Linked DNA regions of Rattus norvegicus: region 2 is linked to region 1. The links are chromatin contacts, called in public Hi-C maps. All regions are on one chromosome and are shown on one strand. Each heading gives the region's core, a stretch centred on a gene start, on an enhancer-like site or on the middle of the called end of the contact. The rest is flanking DNA. Distances are from core to core; before and after follow the strand shown. Region 1 has its middle 290 kb from the start of Plpp3. Region 2 has its middle 310 kb from the start of Rpl32l3.

Region 1 (6,255 bases), core at 1,410-3,909:
TTGCTCCAAAGTATAGAGGGAGAATATTTATTCAAATCAAGTCAAGGTAGTATGGGGTAAATGGTAATGAGACTGTGCAGTGTAGCCAGACAGTAGATAAATAAGAGGGAGGACCTGAGTTATTCTGATTAGGGGAAGTAGATGAAGGAAAAAGTCCATCAGGTGTGAGCGTGGGACAAGGCAGACAATGCTGCAGGAAGCTGATGCATGCGAGGGAAATAGAAATCAAAGTCATGTTTTTTGTGACACTCAGGTGGATTCCCAAAAGGGTTGTAGTTGTTGAAAGCCAGCCTGCACCAAGATGACTATTCACTCCCCTTCTGTCTCATCTCAGATCTACTGGAGCAGGGTCTGTTGTGCTTTGTAAAATAGCAGTGTGAAGGGGACCTGACCAATCACGCTATGCTACAGGCCTAATGCAAAAGGAAGTTTATTTTGGACCTGGAGAAGGGAGTAGAGGTAGAGAAGGATGGGGACAGAGAAGGATTGAAACAGAGGGGAAGATGCCAGTCAGGGACATGTGAGAAGAGAGAGAGAGAGAGAGAGAGAGAGAGAGAGAGAGAGAGAGAGAGAGAGAGAGAGAACAAACAGTCCTTTTACAGTAGGCCAGGCTCCTGCCTACCTGAGTGTTGTTAAGAAACTGTTGGGCCTTGAGGAAATGGTAACAATGTCTCCTCGTTAGCAAGATCATCTGGTAATATTGGGGAGCACTTTAAAATCTGAGGTGTATGGGTCTAAGGAGAATTAGCTTCCACTAGGCACGCATTAGTCAGAGAGTAAAAGTAGATCAGGATGAGCATGGCAGCTCCACGTCTCTTTTCCCTCTTCTGTGGTGTACCCTGAGGTATAATATCTGACTGGAAACTTCCCAGAAGTCAGACCCTCTGAAGGGCTGGAAATGATGAAGACGGGTGCTCTTTGTAGGCCTTCATGAAGAGTATCACCACAACATACACTTAACCACAACGAGACCATGGGCTTCTCTTCTTCCTCACAATGACCTCACACACAGTCACTTCCAAAACAAACTACAAGCACTTTCATCCTTGACTCAGACTGCTGTCCAGAATATGAATTCTAAACCAACTGTCAAATACGCCACTGAGTGTAATTTGGGTAAGTGGCATCATCCTACTTTATAGACTCTAGACTAATGACATGTGAGCGTTGTCCATGACCGTGCAATTAGCAAATGCAGGAGCTGAATCGTGATCCTAAGTATATTGACTTCAAATCCATGCAGTTCATTACTCAATAGTCAACTGAGGTTTATGGACCATTGGCTAAGATGCTGGCTTCCCTAGTCAATCCTCTCAACTCCCCTAGAGACACTGGGATTATCACCCTTTAGTTTGAGATGCAAAGCCAAGGCTCAGAAACCTGCTGACTTTTCATAAGATCATCCATCAAGTAGATGGTAGACTTGGACTGGTCTGTGTTCTGCATCATTGCATGAAAGTTAACAACCCACTGGAATGCCTAATTTCTGTGCAAGGACGGACTCTCTATTAGGGAAACTTGCTCTAGGCCATGGTTGACTACATAATCTGAGAGCCCCAGAAGCTGAGAGTACTCTGGACAAACGTTTCAAAGCAGATATTAAACTAGCTTCTCACTGATATCCTCTCCATTTGCTGAAAAGCTTCTTATGAAATTCTTCATGAGAAAGCTTGAAACAGGCTCAAATTAACCTCACTTTCATCCCCAGATGCTAAAAGGATAAGCAAGTGGCATTTTTAAAGTATAACCAATCAGTTCCATAGAACATGCTGAGTAGGATGTTGTCATTACAAGTGGAGTGGAATACTCTGCTCATCCCAGTCACTGTTAACTTCTCTGTGGGATAAGCTACGGGATTATAGGAGAGTGAAAGAGAGAGAGAGAGAGAGAGAGAGAGAGAGAGAGAGAGAGAGAGAGAGAGAGAGGAAGAAGAGGAGGAGGAGGAGAAGGAAGGAAGGAAAGAAAGAAAAGAGAAGAAAAGAAAGAAAGAAGGAAGGAAAGAAAGAAGGAAAGAAGGAAAAGGAAAAGAAATTGTAGAAATCATTGGCTTCTCCTTTACATCTTTTCTTTATGATACATCATTTGTGGGGAGAAATGCAGGAAAACAAAACAAAACAAAATCTCCCTCCCAGCTGAGGAGCTTTGAAGAGCCACAAAGCTTGAAGTACATCCTGGAATAAGAGTAAAAGAATTGAAAAATGGCTGTAAATTGGGGAAGTGACCTTGAGGTAGAACCAGCATACCTTTTTGAAGTCGAAACCTGTTGTCAGGATTCATTGCAGTCAGTGGGGATAGTGAAAATGATGCCACAGAAAACCGAAGGAGACTGCATGAGCGTTAACCTTACTAGCTGGACCACAAACAGGCTGCTTCTGATGCAGGTTGATGTGGAAGCACGTATACAACTTTATATGAGGTTTTCTTCCCTTCTGTTCCTGTAGTGAGCCTCGCTGCCCTGCCATTGTACCAGCTCCCTTATTTCCCTTGCCTCCAGTGTGCGCTCTTAAACCTGACCATGGCATAAAACCCATTAACATTCCTCCGGGATGAGATCCAGTGCCTGAGTATCTCATAAAAGGCTCTCATTATTGCTCCTGCTTTGCTTTGCAGGCCGGCTGGCGTTTGGTTTGCTTTCTATTCTACAAGTCTGTATAGCTTAAGAGAGCCAGGCAGCAATAACAAACACAGAAGCATAGTGGCTTGCAGGGAGTGGGGTGGGGGTGGGGTGAAGGCAGCTCGGCTTTTGCATCTTGCTTTGCTGTATGTTCCCTGTGTTGGCTGGAGTCTCTGTCACTCACAAGCCAAAAGCTCTGGGACTTCTGCCACTTCATTTGTGCTGTTCAGCTTAGTAACTGCAGCCACATGTGGCCACTGAAAAGTTAAAGTGGCTCTGTCCCAAGCTGTATCTATGAGCATAAAATACACTCTTGGAGCACAGCATAGAGCTAATCAAAAGGACAATTTCAAAAACATCTCATTAATTCCTATTGATGACATACTGAGATATTATAAATATACCATGCCAATATGTTTTATATGCAGTAATAAATATCAATTTGCCCCATCCACTTGCCTTTTATTTTAATATGCCTACTAGAAAATTAGACGTATGCTTGCCTTTGATCTCCACAGGACAGCACTTGTTTGTAGTGTGTCTGGTCACAGAAGGTGGGCACTGGTTTTGAAATTCTCCCTTGCAAGAATGGCAGCAGTCACTTCTCATTGCTCAGGGTCTTATTTAACTTTGGAGATGTAGGGCGGTCCTTGAGAGGACAGTATTGGTGACCAGCTCCAGTGATGACTTTCTGGGGTCCTAGTGATTCTCTGAATCAGGCACAAGGATGTTGACAGGCAATTCCATAGGCAATTTACCTTAGAAAGATACTTTCATCCCACACCCTATGTGGCCAAGCCTATTCTTCCTACTTGAGACTGCATAAATGTAACCTTTATTAGGAATTTTCTCAGAATCCCACTCACCCAGCCAACATGCAGGGTATGGATCCAATTAGACTATTCTCTTGGGCTGTTGTGACCTTGGGCCTCTCATGCATGTCCTCAGTGAAGTATCCTTACATATGTCCACAACAGTTTCCCACCTCAGCTCTTGTGCTATCCCCTAAGAACTTCTCATACTTCCTGGCTTGGTAGCATTCAGTAAGGGTTTTATACCATTTGACAATGGACTATATAGGCCCTTACTGTGTTCGTTTCTATGTCCTGATGAATCTCCTGACTCAAGAAAGTAGGCGCTAATGTTCTCTCCATTTAGTTTGATATTGGTTTGCTATATATTGCTTTTACTATGTTTAGGTATGGGCCTTGAATTCCTGATCTTTCCAAGACTTTTATAATGAAGGGGTGTTGAATTTTGTCAAATGCTTTCTCAGCATCTAATGAGATGATCATGTGTTTTTTTTCTTTGAGTTTGTTTATATAGTGGATTACATTGATGGATTTTTGTATATTGAACCATCTCTGCATTCATGGGATGAGGCTTACTTGATCATGATGGATGGTCCATTTTGATGTGTTCTTGGATTTGGTTTGCGAGCATTTTATTGAGTATTTTTGCATTGATATTCATAAGGATTGCAAGCTGGTACAACTACTGTGGAAAGCAGACTGGTGGTTCCTCAGAAAATTGGATATGGTACTACCTGCGGACTGAGCTATACCACCCCTGGGCATATACCCAAAAGATGTTCCAACACATAAAAAGGACACATGCTCCACTATGTTCATAGCAGCCTTATTTATAATAGCCAGAAGCTGGATAGAACCCAGATGTCCTTCTGGAATGGATACAGAAAATGTGGTACATTTACACAATGGAGTACTACTCAGCTATTAAAAACAATGACTTCATGAAATTCTTAGGCAAATGGATGGAACTAGAAATATATTATCCTGAGTGAGGTAACTCAATCACAGAACAACGCACATGGTATGCACTCACTGATAAGTGGATATTAGCCCAAAAGCTTGGAATACCCAAGATACAATTCACAGACCAGATGAAGCTCAAGAAGAAGAAAGACCAAAGTGCAGATGCTTCAGTCCTTCTTAGAAGGAGGAACAAAATATTCATAGAAGGAAATACAGAGACAAAGTATGGAGCAGAGACTGAAGGAAAGGCCACCCAGAGACTGCCCCACCTGGGGATCCGTCCAAACCCAGGTCACTATTACTGATGCCAAGAGTGCTTGCTGACAGGAGCCTGATATGGATGTCTCCTGAGAGACTCTGCCAGAGTCTTATTGATACAGATGAGGATGCTTGCAGCTAACCATTGGACTGAGCTCGGGACCCCAGTGGAGGAGTTAGTGGAAGGATTGAAGGAGCTGAAGGGTTTGCAACACCATAGGAAGAACAACAATATTAACCAACCAGACCTGCCCAGAGCTCCCAGGGACTAAACCACCAACCAAAGAATACACATGGGAGGACCCATGGCTCCAGCCACATATGTAGTAGAGGATGGCCTTGTTGGGCATCAAAGGAAGGAGAAGCCCTTGGTCCTGTGAGGGCTTGATGCTCTAGTGTAGGAGAATACCAGTGTGGGAAGGCAGGAGGGAGTGGTTGGGTAGGTGGGTGGGGAAGCACTCTCATAGAAGCAGGGGGAAGGGGGATGGGATGGGGGTTTCCTGAAGGGAAACCAGGAAAAGGTTTCATTTGAAATGTAAATAAGAAAATATCCAATAAAGAAAGAAAGAAAGTAGGCTCTACCAGAAGGATCAGTTCCATTTTGCATATTTGAAAGCCAGGCTTGTCATACAGAAAGCATACTAAAAAAGCAGGAAGAGATCATGGGTCACGTGACTCCTCTTAGGATGCTCTTGACAAACCACCTCATTTTTTAGACTTTATTTTTGAAGAAGGGTATTTCTGGGTGTCTGGAAACATCTAGGTAGACCAGGATGGCCTCAAGCTTGCAGCCATCCTCCTGTGTTTGCCTCCTTAGTTGAGGATCTCAGGAGTGTGGCTCAGATCAGTCTTGAAATGGCTGATTGGATTCATTTACTGTAGTACAAGCAGCAGCATTCTTCTGTATCCTGCACATCGGCATACCCAGGATTGCTATCTGTCCGTTAATTAATGTCATGCATTAGTATTACTCATATCCTATGAGTCAGGGGCTGTTTACAGGAATATACTTTTGAGTCCGATTGATCAAGTTTATCCTCCGGGTATGGGCTATAGGGCCTGGCAAAAGTTTAAGCTTTCTTTGCCTCAGTTTATCATGAGTCCATTGGGAATTCTAATGACTATTATTCTCTAATGCTGTATGAAGGGTTTCTTTTATTTACTGCTATTGTACTCCTTTTTATACCTTAAAATTAACACCCATTTTTATCTTGTATCACAGAGGCCCAGACACATATATGTGCCTCCCAGTGTGTTTCTAATTCAGGTTCACATGGCTAAAATAGAGGTGTGGACAGTTCTGGATTCCTCTTTGGATCCTCTGCAACAAGTCTGCTCCCAAGCTTGTTCGATAAAATGGAATTCAGTCCTACATAGTTGTAGGACTGAGGTGTCTGATCCCTTTTTGATTATAGGCCAGAGTTACTTCAGCTTCCAGAAGTCACGTTTATTACTTGAGTCATGACTCCCTTCTTCCGTGTCCCAAGTCAGCCACATGTCACACCTTTCCTATGCTGTTATCTCTGTCACATTGCCTTCTGACTCATCTCTTCTGCTGTTCATCAGAGTAACCTTCACAGTGAAGGTCTTATGTGGGTTAGACTGAGC
Region 2 (6,066 bases), core at 768-3,267, 120 kb after region 1:
ATATCTTAAATACAACGGTTACAGGTACTTCAAGTGGCATCAGAAACAGGTGAAGGGTTCACTTGCTATATTACCTCCCTCACACCAGAGGGCACTGTGAAAATTGTAATTATTTCTTCTTCATAGGGACTAAAGGTCATGGGATTAGTGGTCTTCTCCCACAAGGATGTGATAGTGTATCAACATCCACACACTGTCTAACATCTGTTGCAAACCATGTATTTCTATTACAGCAGGAAACAGCTATACATTCTATACACTGACATGATCTTGTTTTAATAAAACTTTATTTATAGACACTAATAAGAATTGTACACAATTTTTCATGTGTCACAAACAGAAGTTACTTTTAACAATTATAATTATAAAAATTGTTCTCTGCTTACAGGCTTTGAAAAACAAGCAGGCCAGGGGAATCGGTGAGATACAGTGTACTGATTCCAGGACCAGTTAATAAATAAGATTAATAGTAACAGAATGCCAATGTACTATTATGTGGTAAGCACTATATCCTTTTTACAACCTAATTTTCAAGTAAAGTGATAAACAAAGATGTAGAAGGTTCATTTGGTCAGTGGTGCAAACTAGTAAATACACGAGCTTAGAATCGATGACCTAATCTGCCAGTGTTAGGCCCTGGGTCTCTGGGCAATGGCCTAGTCTTTTCATCAAAAGCATGCAGTTTCAGACTACTTCCTTATTTAAAGACTCATGGTTAAGATCTTCAGGCTTGAGGACTGGGCAGATGACACAGTGGGTAGATATTTGTTATACAAAGCCTGATGTCTGGGTTTGATTTCTAGAATTCACATGAGAGAAGTTGAGAATTGACTCCCACGATTTATTCTCTGACCTCCATTTGCTTACCATGGCAAGTCCACACACGCACACTCGAATACACACACACACACACACACACACACACACACAGTAATAATGAATATAAATTAAGATAATAATAATAAGAAAGACCTTCAGGCTTGAAGGAGGACATTGTGCTAAGAATTAAGAGACTTGAGTCTCAGCCTCGCCCGTGTCAACAATTCTGTTCTAAAGCAGCACTAGTGCTCATATTGAGAAACCCAGACTCAGTGGACCAGAATGGATCATTCCACTCCTAGGAATCTGAGCTTTTACAATTGTTTTTCAGAAATTTATCTAAAATTCAAGTGACTTCTTGTTTCTGAATCACACGTTCCTCCTCCGTGAAACAAAAAGACTAAACAGTGTAACCCTAAGGATTCTTTTGGCTTTAAAAGTATCGAGCCTGTGATTAACAAGGGAGTATTGAAAATAAATGCCATGGTCTTAAATCCGAGATAATGTAAGTCATTTTGCATTTTTGTCTGATTAAAACCAGTACTGAGTAAGTCCTCAATCCCCACAGGGGAAGCTTGCAAACTTGAAGCCTGTCGTGAGCTGAACCCAGTCTACAGATTCTTTAATTTATTGTTATTATTATTTTTTTGGCCAATACTATATGTTAAAATTTTGTGAATTAGGGGGCCAACAAAAAATGGAGTATATCCAGCAAATATACAGACTTTCAACTTGCTTTTTTTTTTTTTTTTTTTTTTTTTTTTTTAAGCCAGAAGACCTATCAACTCTGGTCTTCATTTTGCATGGCAGCAGCTAGGTCAAGCTAAGAAAAGCTGTCTTCTGAATGAATTCCCAGCTCAACAGAGTTCTTGCCTCACAGGTTTGGATCTTACCTGACCACTTTTCATTTGCTTGCTTCACCTAGCTGAATGAGCCCTCTAGTGAGATTTACTATTTTATATTCTACAATCACCAGTGAGCACATGGACTACCCAGAAATGCACACCCTGAACACTTAGGGTTGTGCAATCTCAGAATAAATTCAATGACGTTAAGTGTGTGAGCTGAGTCCAAGCAATCAAGGGGAGGTCAGAGTAGAGAGAAAGAGAAGCCTTTTCGCTGCCTGTGAAACAAACTGAAGAGATTTAGTGGACAGTGTGAGGCAATGATGTTCTGTGTCTGCCAACTAGCAAATGTGGTCCCCAGCTAGCTTATTAGGAATGCAGTGACCTGAGGGACACTGGCCAGTCCTGTTCTCATTGATGTACACATACATCTGAGTCATCATGCTCATTTCCCAGAACAACATTTCATGTGCTGTTTTAACGAGGATTTGGACAATAGATTTGTGAGATGACTTGGGATAGCTTCCCAATCAGTGATATTCCAAATCTGAAGCCATTGACTCTGGAGAACAGATGACTTCGGAGGTAAGGAGGGGAAGGAAGGGTTTCCCCCCAAATATGGGCAGCACTGTCTTGAGGCAAAACAGATAAGTATCATGCCTTGCCACCTATTCTCAGGCTTGCCTTGAGCTCACTGTGTAGCCTGATTCCTACTGCAATTCTTCAACCTCTCAGCATTGGAATATTAGGTGTATGCCACTATACCTCCTTGGCTTCAGTCTCTCCTGTGATATTCATCCTTCTCTTAATAAGGGGCTTTGGTTTTTAATATTTACTGCTTATCCAAGAAATACTTTCTGTGAAGGACAATTAATCTGGGGAAAAACTGTTAACTATGTCAAACCAATGAGTTCAGAGTTCCTGTACTTGGGTGGGTGCAGAGGATGAGAACCTCACTGATTAGTGCTTTCTTGACCCTCGACCCAAGGCCATAGCACTCTTAGACTCAGAAGACCAAATTGTACGAAAGGCATGGCTCCCAAAGTCTCCGTTACAGGAAATAGGTGATGTAACTTTTGAGTGTGAGCAAGTGAGTATCAGAGAGGGTAGCACTGTACAGCACAAACCACAACCTGTGGTTTTTTTTCCGTCCTCTTTCCAGCAGCCTAAACCAGAGAGCACTGTCCACAGCACACAACTGTTTAGCTCCCCATGTGGGCAGGCATTCTCGCTAGAACAACCTACCTTGAGCTGCTTCCCACTCTTCTCTGCCTCACTTTCTCTTCTTCTCAGTTTTGCAATCCCAGGACTGGGCCTTCTCCATAAAGCGCAAACCTTGAGTCCTTGCTTTGGACTCTGTTTCTAGGGGATTTGACTAAGAAAACAGAAGATGAGAAGTTTGGACTGTTGCCTGGGTGTGTCTTACTGGTTAGAAAACTGGATCTTCTATGGAGGTCAACATTCTAAGTGAGATGTTCAGCTCCATTGTATTCTTTAAGAGTCACCATATGTGCACATTTAGGCCCAGCTCTTCCCTTTGCTACTATGAACTCCTGCTGGCTATTTACCTCCTCAGAGTGGTACTCTCTCATTCATAGATAATGAGGGTGCCACCCATCTGCTATGGTTATTATAAACACAAGGAAGATATTGTATGTAAATGTACGATTTTAGGCTAGGTACCTTCCTATTGCAGGAGGCTGACTTGTGGATGATGTTATGTTCAGCAGCATCTCTGTCCTCTTCCACACAGCGGTGACAACTAAAACTAGCGACGCACTTTCCACATATCTGTGGGAGGCACAGTCTCCTCACATTGAGAGAAATTAACTTGTTCTTGGCTGACAGCTGGTGCCAGATGCTAAATATGTAAGTGAGGCCATCTGAGACCAGCAGTCAGTCAGTTCCCTGGCAGAATTACACTGTGTTCAAATTCATTCTGCCTTCCTGCTGTCCTTGCCATGTTCCTTCTTCCACTTCGGGTGGATCCATTGCTTCTCCAGTTACTTTTCCATGCCTCCCTCTTATTGTATCAATGCCATTACCCTATTTCTTGCCTCTCTTAAGAGCTCCTCCTCCTCTCTCATGATCCCCTATCTGAGACCATGACCTAAACCCCACATTATAAATATATACACATAAATACATACATACATATGTCTATAAATTATATAAATGTAAAGATACACGTGTGTGTGCATTAAATATTTAAGTCTAGGCTCTACCTAATCAGAAAAAGAGATGAAGCATTTGTCTTTTTGAGCCTGGCTTATTTCATTTAACACTGTAATTTCTAGTTCTGGTCATTTTCCTGCAAATCTCATGATTTCTGTTTTCGTTTTGGCTGCATAAAATTCCACTGCATATACATATCACATTTTCTTTACCATTACTCTGTTCACTGATATTTCAGTTGGCTCTAGGAACAGTACAACAAACACAGATGTGCATGTACATTTGTGGTATGCACCTGTCAAGTCCTTCAAGTATATACCCAAAAGTCGTGTGGCTGGGTCACGTGATAATTCTGCTTTTAGTTTTTTAATGAATTACCATTCTGATTTCTACAGTGACCACACAGCTTTCTATCCCCAAGTGTGATGAGCATGAGTTCTTCTTTCTCCACATCCTGACCAGTGTTTGTTGTCTATTTTTTTTCCTCTTGTGATAGCCATTCTGAGAGGAAGAACTGGAGTCTCAAAGCACTTTTAATTGAATTTCTTTGGTGTCCAAGGATGATGAACACTTTTTAAAGAACTTATTTATTATTGCATTTCTTCTTTGGAGAACTGTCTATTTAGTTCATTAGTTATAAGATGGTTTGGGTTTTTGGAGTTCAATTTATGCAGCTCTTTATGTAACCGAGATATTAATAATCCTGTCTGGTGTGTAGTTGGCCAAGACCTTTTTCCCACTCTGTCAGATGGCTGCTGATTGTTTCCTTTGCTGAGAACTGACAAATGGGACCTTTGAGTCTCACGTAGTCTCACTTGTCAGTTCTCAGCATTATTTCCTGAGGAAGCGCTGATTTTGGAGAAATCTTCTCATACACCCCAGGAACCATTTCCTTTGGAAAGCGAAGAGCCTTTTAGAAAGCCGGACGAGGATCTTAGAGTCAAGGCTGAGCAAAGAGCTGAGAGAAAACACGAAGGCCTTGGGCGAGGGAAGAGTTGGCCTGCAGTCAGTGAATATTTATTTTCCTTAGGGTTGGAATTCTGATGAGTGACCATTTGGATTTTAGCATTACTCAATCTGTGACCCACATTCCCTATTATTTCATTATGAGTAGGATAATGTTTTGTAGATGAGTTTTCTTTATCCAAATGTTGAATGAAGATTAAAGGTTGCTGGTCAAGAGTTTCTCTCCTGAAAACCCTACTTAAGGAACTTCATACCCATTGAGACCTGAGACAGCCTGTACATTCTAGACTTTTGAGTTTGGCACTGTCATTTCTGAGGTACCAGCAATCAAACTGGTTCCCCAAAACCCATTAAAGTCCCCTTCCAACCATATATCTGGCCTGGGTAATCCATGGATATTACAAAATAACTATGTATGTATGAACTAAGGTCACAAAGAGATGCTTGAGATGTTCCCTTGCTAGTTATAGTCCTTATTCTGAGGAAATTCAGCATGTACAAAGAAAAAACCACACAGCTTTACTGGGAGGTGTGTGAATTGAGGACCATAGCTTCTGGACCATACTCATAGATAATAAAATCAATTTGAATGTAGACCTTCCAGCAGCATTCAAATCTACAGATGGCCACACTTTGGATATTTTGTATAACATCACCAGAGACTCTGAGACAAGGACTTCTAACTGACTCCTTGAATCATGATACTTAGAACTGTGAGAGATCACAAATGTTTGCTGCTCTCTCAGGTGGTCAAGTACTAGAACATCCTATTACACAGTAGGTGATTGAAACCCTTAAGGTGTAACTTTGCAGATGTTAGTTTGGAACAGACAGGATTTAGATACTGAAGGCATATTAGTAAACTGTAATAAGAAAGAAGCACCAATCAATCATTTAATGGCCACATGTTGTTCCTACACTCATGTGCATGCCCCATTTCCAGCGAGCTGTTGTTTCTTTTCCCATCCAGAAGTGGAATATTTTTGCATGCTCTCAAATCAGGACATCACAGTGACTCATTCTGAAATACAAATAGCAGAAGCACAGCAATGTGACTTCTGAAGGTCAGCCTTGTCCTCACGAAATGCTGCCCTGGGGTACCAGTGATGGAAAGCCAGCCTTGTCTCCTCTAAGATGCCAGACTGAGTGAAGAACTGAGGCACCCAGCTGAGAACCAACACCAGCAGTCAGACTTGTGAATGGAGTCCTCTAAGGACTTTAGAGCCAGGGTTCTAGTTGAATGAAGCTGCATGAGTTATTC

What was found. Hi-C and Micro-C count contacts between places; a contact is called where the count stands out from the background.
Region 2: a contact with region 1 is called in a Hi-C map of the A7r5 cell line, with 3 times the contacts expected there. The contact joins two enhancer-like sites. A contact is called at or near these places in 2 of 12 Hi-C or Micro-C datasets (the A7r5 cell line and psoas muscle).

Annotation. Positions count from the first base shown.
Region 1 is chr5:125,440,877-125,447,131 of GRCr8, forward strand. No RefSeq gene overlaps it. Among named protein-coding and RNA genes, the nearest start is that of Plpp3, 290 kb to the left of the region's middle. Within about 2 kb of position 2,660, at least 34 of the 93 cell types and tissues checked have an H3K27ac peak or open chromatin away from gene starts, as enhancers often do.
Region 2 is chr5:125,558,419-125,564,484 of GRCr8, forward strand. No RefSeq gene overlaps it. Among named protein-coding and RNA genes, the nearest start is that of Rpl32l3, 310 kb to the right of the region's middle. Within about 2 kb of position 2,018, at least 9 of the 93 cell types and tissues checked have an H3K27ac peak or open chromatin away from gene starts, as enhancers often do.